Regions from separate parts of the Sus scrofa genome. Here regions 1, 3 and 4 are each linked to region 2. The links are chromatin contacts, called in public Hi-C and HiChIP or PLAC-seq maps. All regions are on one chromosome and are shown on one strand. The core of a region is the stretch at or near the end of the contact, and the rest is flanking DNA. Distances in the headings are between cores, read along the strand shown. Region 1 holds the start of CEP76 (centrosomal protein of 76 kDa). Region 2 holds the start of RNMT (mRNA cap guanine-N7 methyltransferase). Region 3 holds the start of CAP1 (adenylyl cyclase-associated protein 1). Region 4 holds the start of AFG3L2 (AFG3-like protein 2).

The links. Hi-C and Micro-C count contacts between places; a contact is called where the count stands out from the background. HiChIP or PLAC-seq counts read pairs in DNA pulled down with a chosen protein or histone mark.
Region 1: an H3K27ac HiChIP or PLAC-seq map of alveolar macrophages shows a contact between it and region 2. The contact joins the promoter of CEP76 here to the promoter of RNMT in region 2. A contact is called at or near these places in 1 of 5 promoter capture datasets (fetal liver) and 1 of 2 datasets of contacts at active chromatin or transcription factors (alveolar macrophages).
Region 3: a Hi-C map of liver shows a contact between it and region 2, with 5 times the contacts expected there. The contact joins the promoter of CAP1 here to the promoter of RNMT in region 2. A contact is called at or near these places in 1 of 5 promoter capture datasets (liver) and 1 of 47 Hi-C or Micro-C datasets (liver).
Region 4: an H3K27ac HiChIP or PLAC-seq map of alveolar macrophages shows a contact between it and region 2. The contact joins the promoter of AFG3L2 here to the promoter of RNMT in region 2. A contact is called at or near these places in 1 of 5 promoter capture datasets (liver) and 1 of 2 datasets of contacts at active chromatin or transcription factors (alveolar macrophages).

The regions. Positions count from the first base shown.
Region 1 is chr6:96,890,107-96,896,459 of Sscrofa11.1, reverse strand. It overlaps CEP76 (centrosomal protein of 76 kDa), which reads right to left and starts at 2,931. Exons shown (of 13, transcript XM_005665274.3): 1 at 2,557-2,931; 2 at 1,885-2,040; 3 at 568-649. The coding sequence starts at 2,619. PSMG2 (proteasome assembly chaperone 2) reads left to right here and starts at 2,909. Exons shown (of 7, transcript XM_003356342.5): 1 at 2,909-3,122; 2 at 5,932-6,103. The coding sequence starts at 3,066.
Region 2 is chr6:96,359,623-96,366,064 of Sscrofa11.1, reverse strand. RNMT (mRNA cap guanine-N7 methyltransferase) reads left to right here and starts at 3,251. Exons shown (of 12, transcript XM_021096015.1): 1 at 3,251-3,631; 2 at 5,858-6,241; 3 at 6,244-6,314. The coding sequence starts at 5,896. FAM210A (protein FAM210A) reads right to left here and starts at 2,625. Exons shown (of 5, transcript XM_021096018.1): 1 at 2,511-2,625.
Region 3 is chr6:95,808,001-95,814,396 of Sscrofa11.1, reverse strand. CAP1 (adenylyl cyclase-associated protein 1) reads right to left here and starts at 2,912. Exons shown (of 13, transcript XM_021095997.1): 1 at 2,138-2,912.
Region 4 is chr6:97,199,309-97,205,982 of Sscrofa11.1, reverse strand. AFG3L2 (AFG3-like protein 2) reads right to left here and starts at 5,093. Exons shown (of 19, transcript XM_021096024.1): 1 at 4,825-5,093; 2 at 455-554; 3 at 1-66. The coding sequence starts at 4,941. PRELID3A (PRELI domain containing protein 3A) reads left to right here and starts at 5,191. Exons shown (of 10, transcript XR_002344989.1): 1 at 5,191-5,414.

The DNA of each region.
Region 1 (6,353 bases), core at 1,682-4,181, 530 kb before region 2:
ACTTAAGGAATGTGATCAAGACAATAGGAAATAATAAACTGACAGAAATAAAACCAAAGACCAAAAAAAAAAAAAAAAGAATAACAAATTTACTATACACAGGACCATTTGCACCCTAGGAAGAATAAGATGATATCTTTTTAGTTTACACTGGCTACTTTCTCCCTGCAGAAAGGAGTCAGAGCCCAGGTTGGAAATACTTTTGCCTATTCAAGATTGCCTCAGGTCCATGAACCAATTCAGACAATTATCAAGTTAACGTGTGTACTTGTTAGATAATGACATTATCATTAAAAAAGCAAGGCTGCTCAATTTATAAATTATATTAACACATGAAAACAGGTGGTCCTGCTTTTGCTTCCACTCAGTTATACATTAAATCCTCTGATATACTTTATGCAAAATAGAATCTAAGTTTTTTGGATGATTAATCACATAAGTATTTCATTCTAGAAAAAAAAAATGGAGATGTTTTATATCACTACAGCCATCAATAAGCAGTACTATCTATGACTAAATTAGTGTTAAAGAGAAACACACAAAAAAAAGAGAGAGAAATACACATACTTTTTTTTAACAGCGTTGACTGTCTGTCAGTAAAGCAAACAGGTTGTTTTGGAGAGGAAGGAAGTTCTTGATCAACATTATCCTAGCACGGCAGAAAAAAATCAAAACAAATTAGAAAACAAAAAGTATAGCTAAGCAAGGAAATCCAATAACAAAACTAAAAACTGAACAAACAGTAGCCAGGATAAAGCCCCCTCAAAAAAGTCCTTACTTTCCTAGCATACTTAGAAAAACGAAAAGCCGGCAAAAATAGTGCAACTGGTCACTTCTAAAGTCTAACATAAGAGATTAGTGGTCTTCAAGCCATGTCCCACAGAATGCTAAAACAAATTTTTAACACTTTATAAAAGGTTAAACATTCTCCAAACCTCATGTAACATCTGGCTTGTGATTCCACCAGGATTGGAACTGGCTTTAATCAGGAAGTGATATTCACACAGCAGAAGCTGTTACTAGGTCAATTTTTATAACAAATGAATTTATAAATCTCAAAAACCAAAAAAGGATGCTGCATTAAAATACTTATCCCCTGGTGTATGAAGTCCATCCAATTTCTTCATTCTATTACTCAGGTATTGAGGTCACAGTCTCTCATTATTGCCTCATTTTCAAAAGAAGACCTACTTACTAATTTGTGCACCGAGAGGCTGTCACCCCACTACTGACCTATTTGTATGGAAAGATTTGAAGGTTCTGATGCAGATAATAATTCTCTTAAAAAACTGATAATGCATTAATCTTACAGAAGAGAGTACCAAAAGAATGAGTTTTAAAAATGAGTCTCATCTAGAAAATTATAGAACTATATTAGTTTAAAAAATCAGGTTAGGGTGAACTAACTTGACATATGTATGTATATACACACATACACATATACATACTTAAAAGTCACAGACCTAGAGAAAAACAAGAGAAAACTGTCACTGTACAGGGAGCAAGATGGCCCATAACTCCAATTTCACTGATATCAATCCTACTTGCTACATTCAAGGGTAGTTAGCACATACTTGAAACAAAGATATTTACTACTAGACAAAATGGTCTTATATCAAAAGCAGTTTTACTAAAAGAAGAGGCCTCTGGAGTTCCCTGGTGGCTCAGAACGTTAAGGATCCAGCATTGTCCCTGCTGTGGCTTAGGGTTGTTCCCTGGACCTGGAACTTCTGTATGCCACAGTCCAAAAATAGTAATAATATAAAAGGAGAGGCTGCAAATGTGAACCCTTATATCAGCCATAGGCATGATAATATACTTAAACAAAAAATATATACATACATACTTATCTCCTTAAATTTCTTCCTCTAAAAGATTACTCACAGGAACAAAATTAAGTTCTTTCATCACATCATCAACGATTCCCCGGCGTCTAAGGGCTTTGATCAAATCTTCCGTTGATAACTGTTGTTGATCAGGTGCCAATTCTTCACGTATAGTTTCAGCAAGGATTTCTCTTATCCTGCCATGGACATCCATCTATGCAGAAAACTCGCATTATGACTCAAAACACTACAAAGCAGTCGAAGATTACCAACTAGCTAATCTCTTTCTAAAATGCTGACTCAGAACAACGACAATAATAACGGGTAGTGAATAGACTAAATTCAAGAAAGCTTCTAGAGTAATAGTAAGTGTAAACGGATACCAAAATTCAGTAAGAATAAAGGTAAGGTTTTTAAAAGAAAAAAAAAAAACTTTAAAGGGGAATTTTTTAGTACAAATCATACATATCATCTCTATTGGTTATCTGCTGCCTTTGTTACCATTTCAACAGACACAAGTCTGAGAGTAGAGCGGAGACCTAGAGAAGGCTTTCAGCTATTTAGGGGTGACCGTGAACTAACTCATCTACCTTCAGAACCTGGGGAAAATCTGCACAGCGTGCGGAGAGCTGGCGGCCCCGGCGCGGCCCCAAGAGCCGAAGCCGTCTCCGCCCTAGGAGCCCCGCAGCCCCGCCGCCTCCCGCACCTCACCCGGGGCCCGCCGCCTCACCTTGCTCAGCTGCTGGTGGATGAGCTGCTTCAGTTCAGACGCCTTCTCCGGAGGCAGCGACATGCTGGGCTCGCTCTCGGGTGCCCGGCGGCCCCAGCGTCTCCGCGGCGGTGCAACAGCCCGCGACCGCTCGCCTCGCGGGCTCCCAGGGTCTCCGCGTCAGGCGGGCAAAGACCGGGAGGAGCCAACTGCTGTTTCTAAACGGCGGCCAGGTTGCCCCCTCGCCGCCTGCCAGTCAGCTGGGCCGGCGCCCCCCTTGCCCCTGGCAACCCTGCCCGCGGCCTCCGCGCCTCCCGCCAGCTTCCGCGCCGCCGCCGCCGCCGTGCACGCCCCACCCCACCCCCTGCGCCGCCCCGCCCCGCGCGTTCCGCCCGGCAGGCAGCAGGACGGGCACCTCAGGACCCCGCGCCGGTGGCCTGGAAGGACCCCGCCCCGGAAGCGTCGAAGGACCTCGCGCCGGCGGCCTGGGAGGGCTCCGCGCAACCCACTCTTCCGCCTGCGGCGAGACCATGTTCGTTCCCTGCGGGGACTCGGTCCCCGACCTCGCGGGATGCACGCTCCTGATGGTGAGTCCAGCCCTGGCGGGCGGGGGGCGAGACCGGGCGGCGACCTCCAGGCTCGCGCGGGGCCGTGTTCCGGAGCCCTTGCAGGCAGAGAGCCGACCCTGCGGGTTTGCGACCTGCTGTCCGCTCTGGTCGCCGGTTTTTCGCTGTACACTTCATCCTGGGAAACCTTTCTCAGCGAATTCTAGGGTCATGCTCAAACTCGCAAGTCATTGTCAGTATTCAGGAGCCTCCGGCGTGGCTAGATGTCACGTTTGCCAGTAGCTAGCACATGGTTTTATCGCTGTTCATTCATTGTTTCAGTGAGCGTTCTTTTCTGTCAAAATGTGAAAGTAAGACCAGGTTCTTATCCTCAAGAGTTTGCAGTCTAATTGTAAACACATGTAGGTAAATAAAGTTAGAACCTTGAAAAAGGTGCAGAAAAGCCCTAAGATCTGTTGGGAGAGGGAGGGGCACAAACACCTGCTGAGAAAAGTTTCCTATGTGGAATCTGAAAAACTAACAGAGAACAGATTGGTGCTGGCTAGCAGGGTGGACAAAAGAGGTGAAGGGAATCAAAAGGTATACACCTCCAGTCAAAAAAAGTCCTGGAGGGAGTACCCATTGTGAACCTGACTAGTATTCATGAGGATTCGGGTTCCGATCCCTGGCCTTGCTCAGTGGATTAAGGATCCCGCCGTTGCTGTGAGCTTGGTGTATGTTGCAGACCCTGCTGGTGTCCCCGTTGCTGTGGCAGTAGTATAGGCCAGCAGCTGTAGCTCCAATTTGACCTCTAGCCCAGAAATTTCCATATGCCGCAGGTTCGGTCCTAAAAAGCAAACAAACAAACCAAAAAGGCCTGGAATGTAACTGGCAGCATGGTGACTGTAGTTAATACTGTGCTGTATATTTAAAAGTTGCTGAGAATAGATCTTAATAGTTCTCATCACAAGAAAAAAAAATTTCTGTGGCGACAGATCTAAACTAGACCATAGTGCTCATATGGCAATATGTACAAATGTGGAATCACAGTTTGTATACTTGACACTGATAAAATGTTGTATGTCAAGTATGTCTCAATTTTTTAAAAGAATGGTAGTTGAAAGTCAGCTTTTGACAATTTTAATTATGTTAATGTACAGAGGAAATGTCAATGGATGCTAAAATTAGCATGTGATAGGTAGAAAGATTGACATCATTTCAAAGGATCTCCCTGAAAAGATATTTATTAATCACAAAAGAGAAAAGTTTATTTTTGCAGGAGGTACCTGGCATGAAAAAAAAAAAAAGAAAAAGAGAAACTTCATAGAGAAAGAAATGTCTGAAAGTTACTAGCGGTGGAGTTCCCGTCGTGGCAAGTGGTTAACGAATCTGACTAGGAACCATGAGGTTGCAGGTTCGATCTCTGGCCTTGCTCAGTGGGTTAACGATCCGGCGTTGCCATGAGCTGTGGTATAGGTCGCAGATGTGGCTCGGATCTGGCGTTGCTGTGGCTGTGGTGTAGGCTGGCAGCTACAGCTCTGATCAGACCCCTAGCCTGGGAACCTCCATATGCCGAGGGAGCGGCGCTAGAAAAGGCAAAAGACAAAAAAATTAAAAAAAAAAAAAAAAGTTACTAGTGGTACCTTTGATAGCTAGTGAAGTGAAGAGGGAAGTTGTATTGGGTTGAAAAAATGGAAGGAAAAGTCAAGACATGTATGTGTTTGCATTTGTTCATTAATTCAGAAATTAAGTTCCTGCTTATATTTTAGTGGGCAGCCAGAGGGAATTTTGGCTCTGGAGGGACACTGAAAAGTGAGGTGGTAGCTAGGGGAGTGTGTGTAAAAGGGGAAGGTTTTTTTATTTTGTATTTATTTATTTTTTTTTTTTTTTGCTTGTTAGGGCCGCCCTCAAGGCATGTGGAGGTTCCCAGGCTAAGAGTCGAATCAGAGCTACAGCTGCCAGCCTACACCACAGCCACAGCAACATCAGATCCAGGCCACATCTGCGACCTACATACACCACAGCTCACGGCTTAACCCACTGAGTGAGGCCAGGGATGGAACCTGCAACCTCACGGTTCCTAGTTGGATTTGTTTCCACTGTGCCACCACAGGAACTCGGGTAGAGTTTTTTAGAAGGAAAGATCAGGGTTTGGGCAGATGTTTCATTTTGTACATGTTGAATGTTCGTTGTCTGTGATACAACCGCGTAGAGATAGTCTTTAGGCTCTGGGGTTTAGATTAAGTGTTCAGCGGGTAGGTGGAGTTGGCATTGGGCTACTTGAAGTCATGGGGATAAAATGTAGGTGCTTAGCGTGAAAAAGACGCTCACTCCAATTTTTAGGCACTAACAAAGCAAGTGGAAAGAAGACCCAAGAGCACTGTTGTTCATTCCTCACAGCCTTTCCCACCTCTTAAAATAGTCTTTTTCCCAAGTCTGGGTGTGACTGTCTCCCTTACTTCTTTCATGGTTACTGGTCATCTGAAATGACTCTTTTCTTGATCACCCTATTTAAAATTGCATGCAACCACAAACACACACACCCCCTTACTCAGTTTTTCTCTATGGCACTTACCATTGTGTATTTTACTATTTATTTTGTTTATCATTTATTTTGTTTATCACAGCAAATGACTCTCACTAGATGGAAGCTGCACAAGAGCAAGAACTTTTGTCAACCTTTGCGCTCCCAGTGCCTAGTACAATGATTGACACATGATAGATATTCACTAAGTTTTAACTTAATAGTCTCAAAGGTGGGGTGATGAAAGGGTCAGTAATGAGCTGTGACAGTAACTTTTAAGAGTGTTGCTAATTTGGATGGCATACTGAACATACATTTCTCTTTCAGCCCGCAGTGTCTGTTGGAAATGTTGGTCAGCTTGCAATAGATCTAATTATTTCTACACTGAATATGTGTAAGATCGGTTACTTCTATACTGATTGTCTTGTGCCAATGGTTGGAAACAATCCATATGCAACTGCAGAAGAAAATTCAACAGAACTCAGTATAAATGCTGAAGGTATGTTTTTATTCTACAAGTTGGAGTAGTTGTAAATTAGGAATGGACTCTTCGGTTATGTCCTGCAGCCCTTAGAGCTGGCTCTGTGCAGAATCCACTGCTGGTCACATCATATGCATCCTGGTGTAGGTCTTAGCCTTTTCTAAATGGCAACTCCCTTGAGAGATGAGATATTTACTGGTGTCCTTGGATAGAATTTGAGATTTCTTTCTCTCTCTCTTTCTTTTTTGGCCACATCTATGGCATTTGG
Region 2 (6,442 bases), core at 2,002-4,501:
CTCAACCAATCTTTACTTTCAACTATAGGAAAAACCTGAAGACTTCACAACATAACTACTTGGCCCTTGCTTCTACAGAAAAAACCTTTCAAACAAGAATATATTATGTGCTCAAAAAAAAAAAAAGGCAATAAATTTCAGTAAGAACACTGTGGTTGAGTGGACTGGAGGAATGAATAGTTCTTTCAAAAACTGGTAAGAAAACAAACCAACCTTCCACAATCTCTTTCCTACCAGGGAGAACACTAATTCCTAGGAAGCTATAACATTGTATCTACATTTTAAAAACAACCTTTCTGTTTCAAAAATGTGGCCTTCAACTCTACAACAGAAATGACACTTTAAAACTGCATACTCCCAGTACTCTTACTTTGAGAAGGAAAGAATTAAAAGAGGGATAGTATCTACTGAATCTGTTGCTTGCCTTTACTCTGACCAGAAAACTTAGCAGTTACTACTTCATTTTCTCTCACTGACAAAAAGTATAATCTAAACCAGGAGAAAACCAAACCAATTTGGGTGAATAATGGACCAAATAATCAAAACAGCACGTAAAGAAATCTTATAAATGGGTTGAAACAAATCTGTATGTCCTTTAAAATAATAAGATTTTAAAAAAACCTTTTTTCTAGAACTTTTCTTGTGGTGTAGTGAGTTAAGTATCCAGTATTGTCACTGCAGTGGCTTGGGTCACCACTGAAGCACGGGTTTGATCCTTGGCCCAAGAACTTCCACAGGCTGCAGGCTCGACCAAAAAACTAAACTGTTCAAGGCACTTGGATTAAACCATTGAACAAAATGATGATCCCTGTCTTGCCAGAGTTCACATGCTAGCAAGAAAACATCCTTATCCAGCTATTTTCTTTCTGAACATAATAACCCAAGTGTTAAGTATCAAAACACTTTCTGAAATTCTATGTGCCAGCCAACTTCTAGTTCGGAGTCTCATCTTCTGGCAGGCACTGTTTCATTATAAGCATAAAGTCTGGAGCCAAACTGCTTGAGTCCAAATCCTACCCCAGTACTCCCCAGCTGTATGACCTTGGCCAAGTTACTGATCCCTCGTTTATAAAACAAAAATAATCACAACAACTATCCCACTGGACTATGTAAATTAAAGGAGTTACAATGTGTACTTAATTTGGTACACGGAGGTACTAGAATATCAACTATTATTATTTTAATTAAATTTACAGAAAACCAGTTACTAAGGCAATAGTGGGAGAAAAAAAATAACATCAAAGGTACCTTTAAAAACTTTTATCTAGCCCATTTACTCCTTCACTACTGCCTTCAAGAGTTCATCCCCTATTCCTGAAACCTCATGGAAATCCATTTCATCTGTAACCTACCTTACACTCTTTTCCAAATGCTTATTCACCACACTCCTCCCACCTCAGACTACACTCCATTCTTTATCCCATACTGACCCCAAGGCCCAGCTTCTTTATTCTTTACCCCATAAATACCCCAAGGCCTGCTTCTTTTGTTCTTTATCCCCGAAGTACCTTGAGCCCTTTGCCTTAGGGTACAGGGATCTGAGACTAGTTCTCCCATCTCATTTGGCTGCCCTGTGAATAAACCCTCTCTATGCTGCAAACCTGGGCATCTCAGCGTTTGGCTTGCTGAGAGTTGGGTAATAGTCTCAGCTGAATTTACTTGACTTCTAGGTTAACTTGTATATAAAAGTTACAAAATGTTATCTCCATATAGATCATGCACAACATCAATTCATGGTTAGAGCTTGTATAAACATAGAGTTAAAACGCTTTTAATCTAATGAGAAAATTTCTTAAAAGGTCAAAATTACTTATTTTCCATAAAATTACAACAGCAATTATCTTAAGAAACTTTAGCATCAGAACCAACAAATGTGGCTATGTAATTACCTAGTTCTAAACGCATGTATATGTAAATAGCACGCTCAGTCACTAGGATCTATCTATACCTTTGCAGTTATCTGTAATAACAAAATTAATTCTCAATTTCGATCACTGCATTAAAAAAAAGTACAGTCATCTGAAATTGATGGCTTATCCTCGTTTATTAAAAATAGGCTTCATTCTTGGTCCAAAGTGTATAAGGGATCAACAACCTCAAAAAGGTTATTGCCCACAATTTAGAAGCGAAGTATACACTGCAAACGTTGTTTTCCCCAAAGCGAGGTCTACTTGTTAATATAAGGGTGCCTACCGACAACTATGTAGGCTAGTAAACCCACTTCCGAAGCTGCTTTTAAAGAGATCAATTTTGGTAAACAAGAACTGAAAGCGTATTTCTGATCACTTTTTACACCCTTCAGGTGGGAGGCGCTGCGGCACAATCCATCAACAATCTTAGTCCACAGGCACAGTTTCGACCTAGCATGGGGTGCTAAACCCTGAAGTACGGAGCTTCAGTGCCGCAGGACCTCCAACTGTCTAGCGGAAATTACAGCGAATGGGCCAAAAAAGTGTGTTGACTCCCCCACCCATCCCGTCCCCAAATCCAGCCTACACAGATACCACCACGGAGCCGATTTTCGAAGACAGCTATGGGCTGCTCCTTCCTCCCAAGTCTGACAGATAAGAAGCGCCCTCTCGAGAGAGATCTGGCCCTCCAGAACGCAGCGGTAGGGAGTGACCTGCGGTCCCCAAGAAGCAGCAGGACGCTAAGCTTTCCCGAAGCCAAGTCCAAACGCCCGGGCTCCCAGGCCCCTCCCAGCCGGCGAGCGAGGAAGGGCAGAGCAAAGGGTGAAGGTGGCAGAGCTGAGGCTGGAAAACCGTCCCACAGGGCTTGCAGGACACCGGCCCACAGCGAAGGGCGGGGTGCCCTCTGTCCTCCCCAGGTCCCCGCCCCGGCCGCTCCCCGCTGGGCACCACGCTGAAGCGGCCCTGAGGACTGCCCAACTCCGCCCTCAGAGGCCCGGGCTACCTCAGGACTTGAGACCGCCGCCGCTCCCCGCAGCAGAGTCCAGGCGAACCACTCCGAGTTCCCGCCGTGTCGCCCCACAGAGCCGCCAGCAGAGCGTGGGGTCCGCGCGCCAGAAGCCTCGGGCTCAGGCGACCACGCCTCCCGCCCGCCCCACGCGACCCCGCCAACCACGCGCTCACGCCCCCAAGTGCCGGCGCCTTCAGCTCGCGGCGCGCGGCATGCCGGGACTCGGGCTTCCGGGCCACGTGATCCCGTGCTGCCCGGTAGTGACGTCACAGCGCGCGCGTGGCGAGACGCCTCTTCCGCAAACAGAGTCGTGGATGGCTAGACGGTGAGTGTGTGGCTCCGGCGCTGGGTCCGTACCCTTTGTGTGTGGCGGCCGCCGGGTGGAAGGGGAGCTCTGACTGCTGGCCGGGCTGTTCGGCGGACACCGGTACCCCTTGGCGCGGAGCGCGCCCAGGTCGGAGAGACCCGAGAGCGGCTTCAGGACTGCCAGGCTGTCGGAGCCGGAGCGGCCAGCCGCCTGGCCTGCGCGGAGGGCTGGAACCCGAGCCGGGCCGCCCCGGGCGGCTCTGTGCGTCCTTGGGCCTGAGGAGACCTGGCTGGCTGGCTGGCAGTTCAGACATGGAGCTCACCTGCTGGAGCTCGAGCTCCTGGCCCGTCGTCCCCGGGCAACTTCGGGGGTGACTGCTGCGCAGGTCACGGAGATGCCAGGCAGGTCGTTGATGCGCATCCACGGCTGTGTCTATCGACTCTTTACCCGAGTCTTTCTTCCAGGGTTCCGAAGGGCAGTCCTCTTGCGTCGGGAGCTTAATCATTATTCCACTGGGATGTTGGGTCCAAACATTCGTACCCATTTCTGGGGTCGTTTGAAATTCTGTGCTGTTTATTCTGACTGAATGGTCTTTAGGGCATCTCATCTGTGGAAATATCACAGATAAATATAAATAAATTTAACTTACATTCCCAATACTGAATTTAGGCTTTACATTTACAGTTAAAACTAATTATAGCTAAAGATAATAAATTGCTTTGATTTATTTGGAATTAAAACCGGCTTCTACTTCTTATTAGGAAGTAATTAGCAAGGAGGAGAGCTAGGGACTTGATAATTTGGTGGGCAGTTTTATTAGATAATCATTTTAAGTAGTTATTCAGAAAATTACATTTATGGGTAATTCTTTTTCTCTGTTTCAGTTCTTCCAGTTTTGGCACGTCTTGGTATTTTGTTACCTCAAACCTTGGGTAGTAAAAGCTAATATCCTTTGAAACCCTTACTGATTTAGAGTGATTTTTTACCCATTTCGTTAAGTGACTATTTCTGCTCTAGAGAGAAGAAATACTCAGAAGACTTTGTCTCTCTCTTTGTAACTTTTAAGTTCTGAATTTGCTGAATCTTACTGAGTTTTGGACTTTTGCTTTCTCTTCTCCACTTGGTTTTAATAATACAGCCTAACGTTTTAATAGTGGTATATATAAGCTGTAAACTTTCTGAAGACTCACTCACAGTGCCTTATTGAGCTTTTCTGTAGTAGGAGTTAACTAAACTTGTTGAAGTACTTATTAAGTTCTTATCCAGTAAATAGTTCACTTATTTCTCTCCAACTCCCATTTCACACATAGGCCTAAATACATTTGAAAAAGACTAATGGTCCTTAAGTTGCTGGCTGAGTCTTGAAACTTTTTGTCCAGCCATTCTGCTTTCTTGGATTTCTAATCTCATTCTGACTCCCATTATGAAATAAGTATTTTAGCAGTCAGCTGTAGGTTCTCAGACTTTTCTTGTTCTTTGTGTTGATTTTCTGTGGTGCCAGCAAAATCTCAGCCTCACCAGGTTCTGATGTCATTTAAAGGAATGTGATACAATCTACTCGGTTAAAACTGTGCTCTTCTTAAGCTGTGTATGTGATACCTTTCAGATGTCAGATTGCAGTATGAATCTCTTTTTTTGGATGCAAAATGTTATATTTGGAATGGATGGGCACAGGGAAATGTGTTTGATTGGGTCACTTTGCTGTACAACAGAACTTGACAAAACATTGTGAATCAACTATATTTTAATAATAATAAGTAAATAAAATATATTTCCTGGAGTTCCCACTGTGGCACAGCAGGTTAAGGATCCAGCTTTGCCAGAGCTGTGGCATAGGTCGCAGCTGTGACTTGGATCTGATCTCTGGCCCAGGAACTTCCATATGCTCCAAGTGTGGACAAAAAGAAAAAAAAATTAAATAAAATGTTCTGTTGTGCCCTAATGAATTTGTTATAGTGTCCAGAACACAGTTTGCGAAACAAGGCAACAGGATAAAAATGGAACTGACTTTGTCAGTTTTATTTTTTATTTTATTTTTTATTTTTTGCTTTTTAGGGCCGCACCCGCAGCATATGGAGGTTCCCAGGCTAGGGCTCAAATTGGAACTATAGCTGCTGGTCTACCCACAGTCACAGCAACACCGGATCTGAGCCGCATCTGCAACCTACACCACAGCTCGCGGCAACGCCAGATCCCTAACCCACTGAGTTAGGCCAGGGATCGAACCCGAAACCTCGTGGTTCCTAGTCGGATTCGTTTCTGCTGTGCCACAACGGGAACTCCCCTTTTTAAATTATTTTTTATTTAAAAAAGTTTCTTTTTATCTTGTCAGTTTTAATGCCAATGATTACTTTTGTGGATAAGATTGTGAAAGTGTAACCAACTATATTCCAATAAAATTTTAAAAAAGAGAGAGTAAAAGTGTTCCAGGATTATAATCAGTACTTCCATATTATCATTTTCAAAAATTCATATGCAGTCTATATCAATTGATACTGTTTTCAGTATTCTCAGATGAGTTTTTGTAAACTAGTTGATCATTGAAATTAAATGGCTTGTTTCTGGTATAAATTGTTTTTTAAATCTCAGCAGTAGTGTTTACAAGTAAGAATCAAATTTTTGCCATTTCAGTGTTAGTTCATGAAGTTGTGCCATCTAAGTAATCAAAAATGGAAAATTCGGCAAAAGCAGAGGAATGTGAAAAGCTCTCTCTTAAAGAGGCAAAGACATCAATAGATTCAGAAACTGAATCTTCATTCAGTATTGATGAAAATACAACCTCTCCCGGGACCAGGCTTTCTGAAAAGGCTCCTACTTGTGGGCTAGTAGGCACTCCAAAAAAGAGAAAAATGGCGTTTGAGGACGATCTTGTAAAGGAAAGTTCTAGTTGTGGGGAAGACACTCCATCCAAGAAAAGAAAACTTGATGCTGGAATTGTCCCAGAGGAAAAAGGTTCTGGAGATGATGAAGGCATTTCAAGGAAAAGAAGAATGGAAAGTGATGGTTTTACAAAAGATGAACTTCTACTGGAGATGGCACTCAGAAAAAGAGAAAAATAGAACTTGAGGATGTTCCTGAAAAGCGAAAGGTGTGTCGAATTTATTTTTTTAGTAATGGAATATATCAAATTTGAATGTGGAGCAGTTGTGAAATAATACTGTTTTTTACATAATTTAAGAATGTTCTGGGAGTTCCCCTCATGGCTCAGCAGTAAGG
Region 3 (6,396 bases), core at 1,663-4,162, 550 kb after region 2:
TAAATCCTCTCCTGCCTCTACATCGTTGTTCTTGTGGTTTCTTCTAGTTGGGATACCTTATTAGATATCTTTTCTTAAACGTGCTGTAAACTCTTCAAACTAAGTATGTCCAAAATTCATTTTCTTTTCATGTCACCTCTCCCACTTAACCCTCCTCTCTCCTATCTTGATGAATGGTACTACCCAGTTCTCTAAACCAGAAAAACAGATAATTGTTCTAGACTATTCCAATTTTTTTTTCATTCCCATAAACAATCAGCCTCCAACTCTATGGATTCCATCACTTTAATACTGCTCAAATCTGATCCCTCCTCTCTTTCCCATTCTCATTGTCTTGGTTCAAGTCATGTTCAAGCTTCCAAAACACTGGTCTACGTCCCCATTATGTTCCTTCCCACTTGACAGGCTGAACTAAAACATCAATCTAACCACATATTTGCCTCCATAGAGCCTTCTAAGCCTCCCCACAGCTTTCAGGGTGAGCTCCAAATTCCTTAGCATGGTTTACAAGGGTCTTCATATATGATCCCACCACTACCACTTCCTCGGTTTCTCCAAACATTACTGGAATTCCTGTCATGGTTTTCCGCACGTCCGGATCTTCATGTCCTTGCATTTGGACTCTCCAGATTCACTATATGGCTAAATAAATCTGAATAAATCCTAAATAAATTCACTATATGGCTAAATAATTCCAACTTCCTCCCCAAAGCTGGAAACCTGGCTCAAGTATTCTTCCTCTGTGTGAGCCTTGCGCTCACACAGTGCACCATGACACTGAAAGTCACCTCTGATTTGTCTGCCCCCTCCTCCACTCCATGAGAACGTCTGAATTCTTAGCCACCAGCGCCAAGTCCCCCATTTAATATGTGTTTCACACCTATTAAGGGCTCAATAAATGACTGGTGAATGATGAAAGTGCTGGGCTGTCCCTGGTTTTTACTTGGACAGGGATCCCTATAAAGAGCTTCAACCGACACCATTCTGATACTAACCTCTGCCTTAAGTTTCTCACTCTCTTTTCATAGAACTCTTCATTGTTCAAAATTCATCTTAAACTCTGCTTCTGCAGAAGGGATTTTCCTGCGCCCCTGTGGCATACTTCTAAAGCACCCTGTTCTTCTTTCCTAACACTCATCGTATTTATAGTTACTTGTTAAAATCTCTGCAAACACTGTCAGCTCCATGATGGCAGGGTCTACCTTGTTTTGTTTCTGCATTCTCTGCACGTGGCAGAGTGCCTGACACGGAATAAACACAATTTGTTGCACTGAATTTCATCCCCTGAGGTACAGAGATCCCCACTTAAAGGATGAGAAAAACGAGGCTCAAAGGTAAATCAAGCACCTATGGCTACCGATGCTTAGCAGTGGGGCCAGACCAAACACGAGCCAAATGGTTTCAAGTCCAGAAGTATGCAACACCTTTGACAGAGTTAACTGGGCTTTTTTGAATAAGCGCTATAGACTAGGAGAAAGGGGAGGTTATCTGATTACAAATACAAAGATCTGCCCTCTCTTAAAAAAAAAAAAAAAAAAAAAACAATTCCCCAGGCAATCCAAACAGGCTGCACGCATCGGAGAACCTTTAACCTGCAATAGCCCACGAGACGACACCTCCTGGAAGACCACTCCAAGGTAGAGAGAGAAGGTCCTGGGAAATGAACGCGGGAAGGATCTGAGGCTGATAATCTAAAAAACTATGGTCTAGATTCCGATTGTTTCCCTCACTCGCTGTAAGATCTTAGACCAGCCCGTCTCTCCGGGGATCGATTTACCCATCCGAGCAATGGGGCAAGACCAGGGATAAGGAAGACTAAAAAGATCTCAGAGGTTCCTTTCAGTCAGGACGAGCACCTCAGAAACCAGGCCTCCGCTGAAGCTGATGGTCAGAACTGCGAGGTCCAGCGGAGGGGGCCTCCCCAGGAGAGCCTAGCTCAGTTGGTCACCCCGGCCTCACCTCAAGAGACCGCGCCCAGGCTCCAGGTCGGCCTGAGGGCCTCGCCGCGGAGCCCCTCAGGAGGGCTCACCGCACGCGCCTAGGCCAGAAAAACCATTAACAAAGCCAGGGGCCAGTGGGCCTCGGAGGGGACCCCAGTCCCTACATGGACGCGCACACTCACCTCAGAGTTCCTCACCTCGGGACTGCGATCAGCCGCTCTCCACTTCCGGCAAGAACCGCCCAGCAATCTTCGCGCGACCCACTTCCGGGCCCTCACTGGGCGCGGCACCCCCACCGGAAATGAACGGCCGGCTGAAACGCCTGGCCAGAGGAGGGACGGGGAGGATGTCTGGCCGCCCCGTTCGTGACTCCGCCCCCTATCCGCCACGCCTAAGAGAGAGAATCCCCTCTAGGCAGGAAAAAAGCCCCGCCCCATTGAGGGAGGGGCAGGCCGGCGTACTTAAGGCTAAGCCACGCCCCTCTATCAACCGTAGAAGCCGGAAGCGCCAGGGCCAATGAAGGACCGAAATTACTGGCTAAACTCCACCCCCGGAGAAGGAGGACTAATGAGTGGCTAATTCTCCCATCAGTTTGGCTTCAATGGCAAAGGCCGGGCCCTTTTCGCAGTATTCCGAAAGGGGTCTAGGGACTAGAGGGGACGATTCTCTGAGGGCGGCTATTCTGGGTGGCCGTCCATTCTCCGTGGGGATGAAAGCTAAACCCCGCCTCCCTCTGGGCGTGCAGACCTCGATTTCCCCGTTTGTGACGTGAGGAGGCCATTGATCTGGACGTTGTGCCTGGAGGACCTCCGGGGGCTGGGTGTGGGGAGGGGGTCTGCGAGGGCGCTCTGGCCCAGCCCGGGGTTTCTGGGCGTGCCGCCGCCGCCCTGCTCTTTCTGCCCTCGGCTGGGAAGGTGGAAGCTTGCCCCACTTCCTGTTTGTTCGGTGCGCTCTGTGACCATAGATGGTCAGGTCTGGTGCCGCGCAGCAGCCTCCGCCCCGCGGTTTGGGAGTCCTACTTCTCGGTGCGAAGGGTGTGGTCCGCAAGATTAAGATGAGCGAAATTAGAAGAGATCCTGCCCTAGTCGGATGCCGCTCAGTCGGGGGGACGTTCCGCACTGCGGCCGCTGCACGCAGGGAAGACTTCGCTTCCGTGCCCCTCAGGCCTGGAGATCAGAGCTTTGTTCCCTCAAGGCTCACACTTTCCAACCAGTGATTATCCTCCCACAAAGATTTATTTCCAGAAAAAAATTGGCAAGTGCTACAGGTTCCACCCGTTCAGCTGAACGCCTCTGTCAGTTCCAATCCTCAAATTGAATGCAGGCGTTATATAGAGTCACTCATTCAATAAATACAGTTCTTGTAATAACAGTTACCATTTACTGCGCGCTGACTATATGCCAGGGCTATGCTGAATGCTTGTGCATTTTCATTTAATTCTAATAGGAACTCTCTGTGGTAGGTACCATTATGGCTTCTAATTTTTAAATGGAGTTGAATTACTTGCCAAGTTCACAAAGTAACTGTCAGAATTTTGAAGGGAACATATCTATCTGACTAAATCCCGGAGCTTAAACCTTATGCTAGACCATTCTGGAATCGTCTGCAGCAATTTGGAGGCAGTCATGCATTTGGGTAGAGAGACATTCTGAGTTCCAGTCCTGGCTTTGGCACCTTAATAGGGGGCAGACTTTGGTCCAGTTACCTGACTTTTCTGAACCTGGGCCTCTTCTAAATGTAATGACTCCCAGGATGTTTAAAAGCAAGTGACCATATGACAAAATGTGGTATACAAACTGTAGCATTTTAAAAATATTTAGATTTAACAAAAACATCACTCTCTCTCACACACACACTCACCTGCACAGAAACTCTACTCAGCCATAATACGAAAAAGTTCTATTTGGTGCTTCATATATGTGAAGCCCAGGGCAAATAGCCTCCTGGCCGTCATTGCAATCAGCTCTACATTTAGTCCTTCCAAATCTTTTTTTGGGTTAGAGACGAGAAATACCTAGACTATACGTGCAATGTAGAGGAAGGGGAGAAAAAGAAGGAAACTGAAAAGGGAAGGAAGAGAAAGGGAGTTCCCGTCGTGGCGCAGTGGTTAACGAATCCGACTAGGAACCATGAAGGTTTCGGGTTCGATCCCTGCACTTGCTCAGTGGGTTAACGATCCGGCGTTGCTGTGAGCTGTGGTGTAGGTTGCAGAGGCTCGGATCCCGCGTTGCTGTGGCTCCGGCGTAGGCTGGCAGCTACAGCTCCGATTGGACCCCTAGCCTGGGAACCTCCATATGCCGCAGGAGCGGCCCAAAGAAATAGCAAAAAAGAAAAAAAAAAGAGAGAGAAGGAAGAAAATTTCCCCATCTATAAATTGGGGCAGTTTCCATCGTGGTGCAGCGGAAAGGAATCCGACTAGGAACCATGAGGTCGTGGGTTCAATCCCTGGCCTCACTCAGCGGGACTCAGCGGGTTAAGGATCTGGCATTGCCTTGAGCTGTGGTCTAAGTCGCAGACTCGGCTCAGATCTCCCATTGCTGTGGCTGTGGTGTAGGCTGGTGGTTACAGCTCTAATTCAACCCCTAGCCTGGGAACCTCCATATGCCACAGGTGCAGCCCTAAAAAGCAAAATAAATAAATAAATAAATAAATAAATTGGTGATAATTAATGGGATTATAATGAGAAACAAACAATAATGCGTGTGAAACCATTTAATAAAGTGATTCTTTATAAAGAGTGCACACATGTCATAGCACCGAAACTTCTAAACTTTTAAGGGACCTGAACACATGCACTTATAACTCCACTGGGAGGGAATTTATTTATTCTTTTTTTTTTCTTTTTATGGACAAAACTGTGGCATATGGAATTTCCCAGCTTAGGGGTCAGATCAGCTGTAGCTGCCGGTCTACACCACAGCCACAGCAACGTGAGATCCAAATCATGTCTGTGATCTACACCACAGCTCACGGCAATGCTGGATCCCTAAGCCACTGAGCAAGGCCAAGTATCGAACCAGTGTCCTCATGCATACTAGTCAGTTTCTTTACTGCCGAGCCACAACACAAACTCCTTTATTCATTTATTTATACACTGGAAAAAACCCGAGTTCTTCTGTACTAAGCACCATGTTACTTTGTACCAGGCCCATCTAGTGGTACAGCAGTGGACAAGTCAGATCCTGTCACTGCCCTCATGGAACTTATTATAATCTATTGTGGAAACAGGTATTGCAATCTGGGGAGGTCATCATCAGAAGATGTGCTGACTTTTGGCTTCTAGTTTTTTTCCTCCCCTCTGACCTTGCTCAGTGCCCGGCACTCAGTGCCTCATCCACGGTGGGCTCTCATCAAGCCCGTGTTCAGTGAGACCCTTGAGTTCAGAACAGCCATTTCCTGGGTTGAGATGGATGGATAGAACTTTGTAGAGCAAACATGAGCAAACAGTAGTGGAGATGGGAATCTGTGCCTGGATGAGGTGAGAGGTTCCTGCAGCAGAGGAAAGGGGGATAAGGGTGAAAAAAAGAGGCCAAGCAAGGCAGGAGAGGTAAAACCCTAATGTGAAAGCAAGAAGGAGCTGGTCAAATCACATTTAATTTATTTATTTAATTTGGCCATGCAGGAGGCATGAGGAAATTCCAGGGCCAGGGTCAAACCCATGCCACAGCATTGACCTGAGCCAACGCAGTGACAATGCCAGATCCTTAACCCACTGAGCCACCAGGGAGTTATATTTTAGAAATACAGCTCTAGCTGCGGTATAGGGCATGGGCTTGAGTCAGTAAAAAAAGAGGCAGGGAGACCTTTTAGAAAAACAAAGATATAGTGAGGTCTGAATCAAGGCTGTGCTCTGGTGATGCAATGAAGGGGTTAATGCAGGAGATACCATTCTTAGAAAGGGGATAATGAGGAGGAGGATGACAGGAGGGAGACAGATGGAAAAGGGGTGATTTGAACACAAGCCTTCAGACTAGATCTCCTGTTGAATATTATTTTTCCTTCTTGGCAGGTTTCATAATCTTAATTAAAAATTATTTGTGCAATTTTTTTTTACCATCTTTTTTTTTGTTTGTTTGTTTTGTTTTTTTTTTTTTTTTGCCTTTTCTAGGGCCGCTCCCGCGGCATATGGAGGTTCCCAGGCTAGGGGTCTAATCGGAGCTGTAGCTGCCAGCCTATGCCAGAGCCAGAGCAACGCAGGATCCGAGCCACATCTGTGACCTACACCACAGCTCACGGCAATGCCGGATCATTAACCCACTGAGCAAGGCCAGGAATCGAACCTGCAACCTCATGGTTCCTAGTCGGATTCGTTAACCACTGCACTACGACGGGAACTCCTGCAATTATTTTTTAATATTTTCTAAGTACCTTGAGTTTAGAGTTCTTGCCTCTCTGGCACAAAATTGATACTCAATTGATATTTATGGGAAATTGTGACTAAATGAAAAGGGTTCGA
Region 4 (6,674 bases), core at 3,844-6,343, 840 kb before region 2:
CCATAACTTCTTTAGGTTCACTAGCTTTTTTTCCATTTTTTCCATTTGGGAAGTATTTTTCAAATCCTGTTAGAAGAAGAAAAAAAAAATGCACATCCTCAAACTCACATCCATCAGGTTTTGTGTATGTGCATTCTTTGTTTTTAAAGCAGCTGATTCATCATTAAAAAGCGTAAGCTGAAAGTGTAACATTGCTTGTGTAGGAGTAAATCAGAGTCTAGGTAATACAGAAGAACAGAGAAAGAAGCCTCAGTGGCATGCCAAGTTCACTTTCGACAAAGGTACCATATTCGGCAGTGACACAGAGCCCCCCAGGAGGTGGGGTGAGTTACAAGAGGAGGCAGGAGTTAGGAATCAACCACAACACACCACTGCCCCTGCTCCTTAAACGCCTGCTGACAGCGAGTCTTTGTAACAAGAATGTCGACCATTATGGCCACAGCAAAGTGTTTACCTTTTGGAGGCCGAGAACAGAATCTTTGGTAAGCAGCGATTACATCTGTCAGAAGAGAATTTCTGCTGGTTTTTGCTTGAGTTGTAGCATATCGATAAAGCTGCAACACAACATATAAATAGAAGCATGAAGGGTATATCAAGATAAGAATTAAAAGAGCCCCACTTCCTAATGTCACAAAGTGGATGAGACCTCTCTCCCTTCAACAGGCAGTTACAGACTAGCACAGAAGGGCCCTCGAAGGGAGGACTAGGGTGGTCCAGCCCTGCCATGCTAGTCCAGCAGGAACTAAGAGACATAAAAGACGACCCAGAGCAAGAGCACTTCAAATCATATCCAATGAAGAGCTGCAGCCTACCTACAATTCTCTACCACCATCTGTTCACTTAACCCGCAGCATTCAAAAGGTAAATTCTGACACGGGATGCCTGCTGTCTCACCTGCAGGGTCTATCACACTGCAAGGTCATTTACCTGAAATTACAGAACAGTGCTGCTTGTGGACACAATGCTAAACTAATCTTAGTGCAAAGATAAGAAAGTTATGGTCCAATGTTTGCTAAAGATATTTAATATATTGTTACCCAGACAAATCCTTTTATCGATACATCTCTGCTTCAAATACGTTGCTAAAAATTGTTTGTAAATACTGTCCAGGTAAAATCAGAGTATAATGTGAACAAACAGAACGAGCTTCCTATTAAATTTTTAGCTGCACAATTAAAATCAATCTATGGCAAGGTTCACTGAGGGGATACATCCAAACCTGGCAGTGAAAAAGTTCAAGTAACCCTACCCATTTGCAAAGTGAAAATTACCACCATTTTTTAGGAGGACAAGCTTTTACATACAGGTGAGAATGTTTAGAGGTCATCTGTATTAATGTCTCTCATTTACTTCCTTTATGGTCTGATGAGAAAAATAAAACATCACAAACCATATAAAATTCCTTCACATGCACTAGTATGACCATAATCGGATCTGTAGAAACTGGGGCCCCATATCCTGCTGGGGGGTGGGAACCCCTGCAGCCATTCTGGAAAAGCTGGGCACTCTCGAATGTTAATGCAGAGTTACCGCACGACCCAGAAAATCCACTCCTACTCAAGAAAACTGAGAATGTATGTTCATACAAAACCCTGTGCGTGCACATTAACAGCAGCATTATTCATAACAACCAAGAAGCGGAAACAACCGAAATGTTCACCTGCTGACAATAAACAGATAAAATGTGGAATACACTCACGATGGAAGGTGTTTTTTTTTTTTTTTTTTGCTTTTTAGGGCCACATCTGCAGCATATGGAAGTTCTCAGGCTAGAGGTTGAATCAGAGCTGTAGCTGCCAGCCTACACCACAGCCACACCAGATCCGAGCCATGTCTGCAACCTACACCACAGCTCACGGCAACACGGATCCTTAACCCACTGAGCAAGGCCAGCCATTGAACCCATGTCCTCATGGATACTGGCTGGGTTCGCTACCATTGAGCCAAAATGAGAACTCCCTCATCGTAGAATTTTATCTATCTGTAAAAAATGAAAGAAATACTGAAACATGCTACCATGAAACCTTTTTTTTTTTTTTTTTGGTCTTGTCTTTTTAGGGCTGCACCTGAGGAATATGGAGGTTCCCAGGCTAGGGGTCTAATCAGAGCTGTTGCTGCCGGCCTACACCACAGCTCACGGCAATGCCGGATCCTTAACCCACTGAGCAAGGCCAGGGATCGAACCCACAACCCCATGGCTCCTAGTCAGATTCATTTCTGCTGTGCCAAGACAGGGAATGCATGCTGTGAAACCTTGAAAACATTACTCTGTTAAAAAAAAAAAAAAAAGACACAAAAAGCCACATATTACATGATTCCATTTATACGAAATGTCCCAAACAAGCAAATCTATAGAGACTGCAGACTGGTAGTGGCCTGGGGCTGGGGGAGTGTCTGGGGGAGAAACGGGGAGCAACTGCTCATGCTTATAGTGCTTTCTTCTGGGTGATGAAAATGTTCTGAAATTAGACAGTAGTCATGGTTTGCACAGCCTTATGAACATACTAAAAACCAAGGAAAGTGCACTCTAAAACAGTGGATTTTATGATATCTGGATTAAAAAATGACAATTAAAAAAAAAATGAGCTGACTTAACTTCACAGTTAATAGCAACAGAAATCCTGACACCATTCGTAGCCCACAGCAATGCAGCTGAGAATGTGGAGCTTCTGTTGTGTTGGGCCCTCTCCGAAGCCTGGGAATATTCAGCCTATGAAATAACGACTGATAATGGACAGGAGTGTGCCACATGTGAAAAAATATCTTCCAATGTCAAATCCATTAAGGGTGTGGATTAAAATGAACCATTACCCAAGCTGGACAGGAAAACAAGTTACTGAATGTCGGGTCTAGGCCAGGTGCTGCCAAGCAGTGGGGAGTCCACAGGGGGACCAGAACCAGCGAGGAAGTTCCCTTCATGGCTTAGCAGTTAACAAACCCAACTAGGATCCATGAGGTTGCGGGTTTGATTCCTGGCTTCGCTCAGTGGGTTAAGGATTCGGTGTTGCTGTGAGCTGGGGTGTAGGTCACAGATGTGGCTTGGATCCCGAGTTGCTGTGGCTGCAGCATAGGCCGGTAGCTACAGCTCCGGCTGGACCGCTAGCCTTGGAACCTCCATATGCTGTGGGAGTGGTCCTAAAAAGCAAAAAAAAAAAAAAAAAAAAAAAAGGAAAGAAAAAGAAAGAAACTCAGACAAATAAGGAAGAGTCCTGGGAACAAATCCAGTCCAGGATGGAACCACAGGTGCAATGGTACAAAACCTGGAAGGAGAAGGAACAGAGGCAGCACAGAGAAGCACGTGGTTATGTTTAAGAGACCTAGGAATGTCACAAGCAAAGTGACACCTAGCCTGAGATTTGAAGGATCTATAGTTCACCAGCCAAACAGTGTCAGAACTTTATGCATCTGCAATGGGAGAAAAGATCTAGTTCCCAGGGTTACTAGTGTGAGGACCAAGTGCAATGACATATGTAAAAGCACTATTAAAACTGCATGGCGATAACTAGATTTAGATTCTCATTTCCAATTATTCTGAAAGCTATTTGAGAGTAAGTGCTCTTTACTGTCACCACATTAAGCAGTTTCTGTGTTACAATAAAGTACAGAACTGGGTACATGGTATGTACTCCATCAACAGTATTAGTTTGTTGACTAACAAGTCCCCTTATACCTCTAGCAGTAATCCCTGAATTTAATGCTGAGAGAACCACCAAAGAAATTTTTTCCCTCAGCTCTCTATGCTAAAATCATTCAAAGAATAATACATATAAAAGAAATTAACTTTAAATTTAGAGCACCTCGATTTGGAGAACTGGCTTTTCTGTTTGACCATATGAGTACTTTTTAGTTGCTTTATCTTCGGTTTTACTCCTCTGAGAATTACACCTAAGAACAGATACCTCACACATCAAATTCTTTTCCCAAGGAACCTCACTGGAAAAACACTTTTACCAGCCGCACAAACCTAAAGGAAAATGCGTCTTCTCAGAGTCCCTTGTAGGTAGCAGAGTAATGCCCTGGTGTCCCCATCCACATTTTCAGGGAAGTACCAGGGAATATGTGTCTGGGGCCTACAAGAGACTTCCTTACACCTCAGCACCGATTCACCGACACTAGGTGCCATTCGAAAGAAAGGACTTTTAGGTAAGATTCCTCCATAAAAATTTCAAACTCACAAGGCAGATCCCTACCTGCTTACTGCATGTCAATAGTCACTAGGAGGGATTAGAGCAAGGAAAGGCAAAGAAATGGACGCAATGCAATAAACGGGAAAAGGCCTAGAGCATGGCAACTCAGAGTAGGAAAGAGGGGATAAGGAGGCTCCGAGGAGGAAACGTCAGGAATGCAGGTGCTATCACCGCCTTTTTAAAAGTGGAGAGGCTGCAAACACTTCCTCAAGGGCAAATGGAGAGTAAGCCCCCGGCTAGGGTCCTGCCCACCAGCCCCCGCGCCTCCGTATGCGGTCGGGGTCAGCCTGCGCGAGGCGAGATTCGCCACGGGCACAGCCGACGTGGGCTGCACCGCCGGACAGCCCTGCACGGAGGCTAGGGCCTCGCGGTGACAGAGGGGACACCGTTAATGACCCATTACTAGGCATTGGGGTCCTCCGGGCGCCAACCGCAGGCTGCAGTGACGGACACACCCCCCGGGGCGCAGGGCTCCGGCGGGACCGGCTCCCACACGCTCTGTTTCACCGGCCTCCCGGGCCCAGAGCGGACCCGCCGCTCCGAGGCCCTTCTCCACCCGGGCCCGGTGACCTTGACGCCCGGCGCCGGGCCGGAAGCGGGTTGCGGGCCGGAAGCGGACCGGGGGCGCGGAACTCACCGTCTGCAGGCAGAGCCGTTCGGTGGGTCCCGCGCGGCCGCCAGGCACGAGCGGCGGGGGCAGCCCGCGGGGCCGGCAAGCACCGCGGCCCCACAGCAGCAGGCAGCGGTGCGCCATGGCCGCCGGCGCGCCTCTCGGGCCCAGGCGCGGACTGGAAAGCAGCCTCGATGGCCCGTCAGGATCCGAACGGAGGCCACGGGAGGGTTCGCCCGCGACCCCACACTCTCCTGACGTCCTTTCGGGCCCCGGCGCGCTGACGTCAGCCGTACCGCGGCGTGCTCTAGGGCCCAGGGCCGTGGCTCCACCCCCGCAGCGTCCGGGACAGGCCGGAGGCGGGGTCTAAAGGAGGTGCTCAGACGGTGGTGGGCGGGGAAGGAGGCGGGGCCTAAAGGAAAAAGGGCGGAGGGCCCGTGCAGCGCAGCGGGCGGAGCTGGAGGCGGGGCCTAAGGGCGGAGCCTGGGGCAGGTGGGACACTTGCAGTAACGCCGCGCGCGCTGGAGCCCCGAGGCTCGCAGAGGCTGCTGAGGCCCCCACAGGTGGCCCCTTCCTTCAGGTGAGGCGTCCTGGACCCTTTGGGCGTCTCTCTCTAGGTAAGACCCTCATGGAGTGTGTTCTTGAGGGTGTGTTCAGTGGCGCCTTCTCCGCAGCAGCACCGCGGTCGGCTCTGTCAGCTGTGCGGTCCGTTTCTGGACGATGACCCTTCCTGGACAGGACAGGTGCGCCTGCCGAGGGCAGGGGCGGAGGGCTAGAGCAGACTGGGGGACGCGTCTGGGCGGCGGCGGGATGACCCGCCTGGCCAGAGGCCGGGTCCTCATCACCTCCGGGGCACAGCGGGAGAGCGCCGGCCAGGCGGGTTCTGAGGGCGCGGGGATGGCGCGGGAACGTCTCTGGATCTTGCTTCCCTTATGCGCCTCCCTGGGGCGGGGGAGTTTTGCTCCATTTTTGGTCTTTTTTTCTTTTTCCTTTTTTCCTGTGGCTATGGAAGTTGCCTGTCCCGGGAACGAACCCTCACACCTGCCGCAACTTCGGAATTCTTAATGAGCTGCTCCACAGCAGGCATTCGCCTTTTGGTTTCTCCGCTCTGCCTGGGCGTCGGGTGCTTGGTGGGCACTGTTCTGGTTAATTCTGTTGTAATGAGGGCATAGCGAGCAAATGTTACTTCTCTACTTCCCGCCTTTCTTTGTCTCTGGGACCCTTTGGGAGCAGGATGTAGGTTTCCTCACATGCTCATGCCTCCCTTCTCTCCTCATTTCTGGCTAACTGCCTGCTTTAACATTTCCCCCTTCCCCAAGGAGTCTGGACCCTTAAATTTTTTAAAAAATCAAAGAGTCCGTGGTCTGTTTTCTGTAGCGGCTTTAAGATGGAGCAGGGGCTTTGTCCCTATGTGTGGACAACTGCGTGTGGGGTCCAGACCATCTTGCCATCTGTCAGAGATCAGGGTCTTGGGGTCACTGACAGTGGCAGAGATGGAGAGTAGTGAATATTAGGAGGTTGCAGCCCTGTCCAGTGGATGTTGATAATGCCCATCTTCATGGCGGGACGGGTTGAAATCCCTGGCCTACCATTATCTACAGGTGAAACTGTTGTAATCTAGAAGAAACAAGCTTAAAAAGCAGGTTTAAAAGGCAGAGAGCAAAAATCAGTACAAGTATTATTGTGTCAGAGGTCCAAGTAGAGGTAGAAACCAGATTATGTTTGGTAATACTTCTCTGACTTGGTCAGTGTGGAGTCAACGCTGGGGTTACCTTTCGCAAAAAACCGTGAAGCCATTAAGCCTGTTCATGTATCTTTTGTATGTCTTCTTCCACCTGGCCAGTGGTGTTAATACAGGTGCAACATGTTTTCTTAAT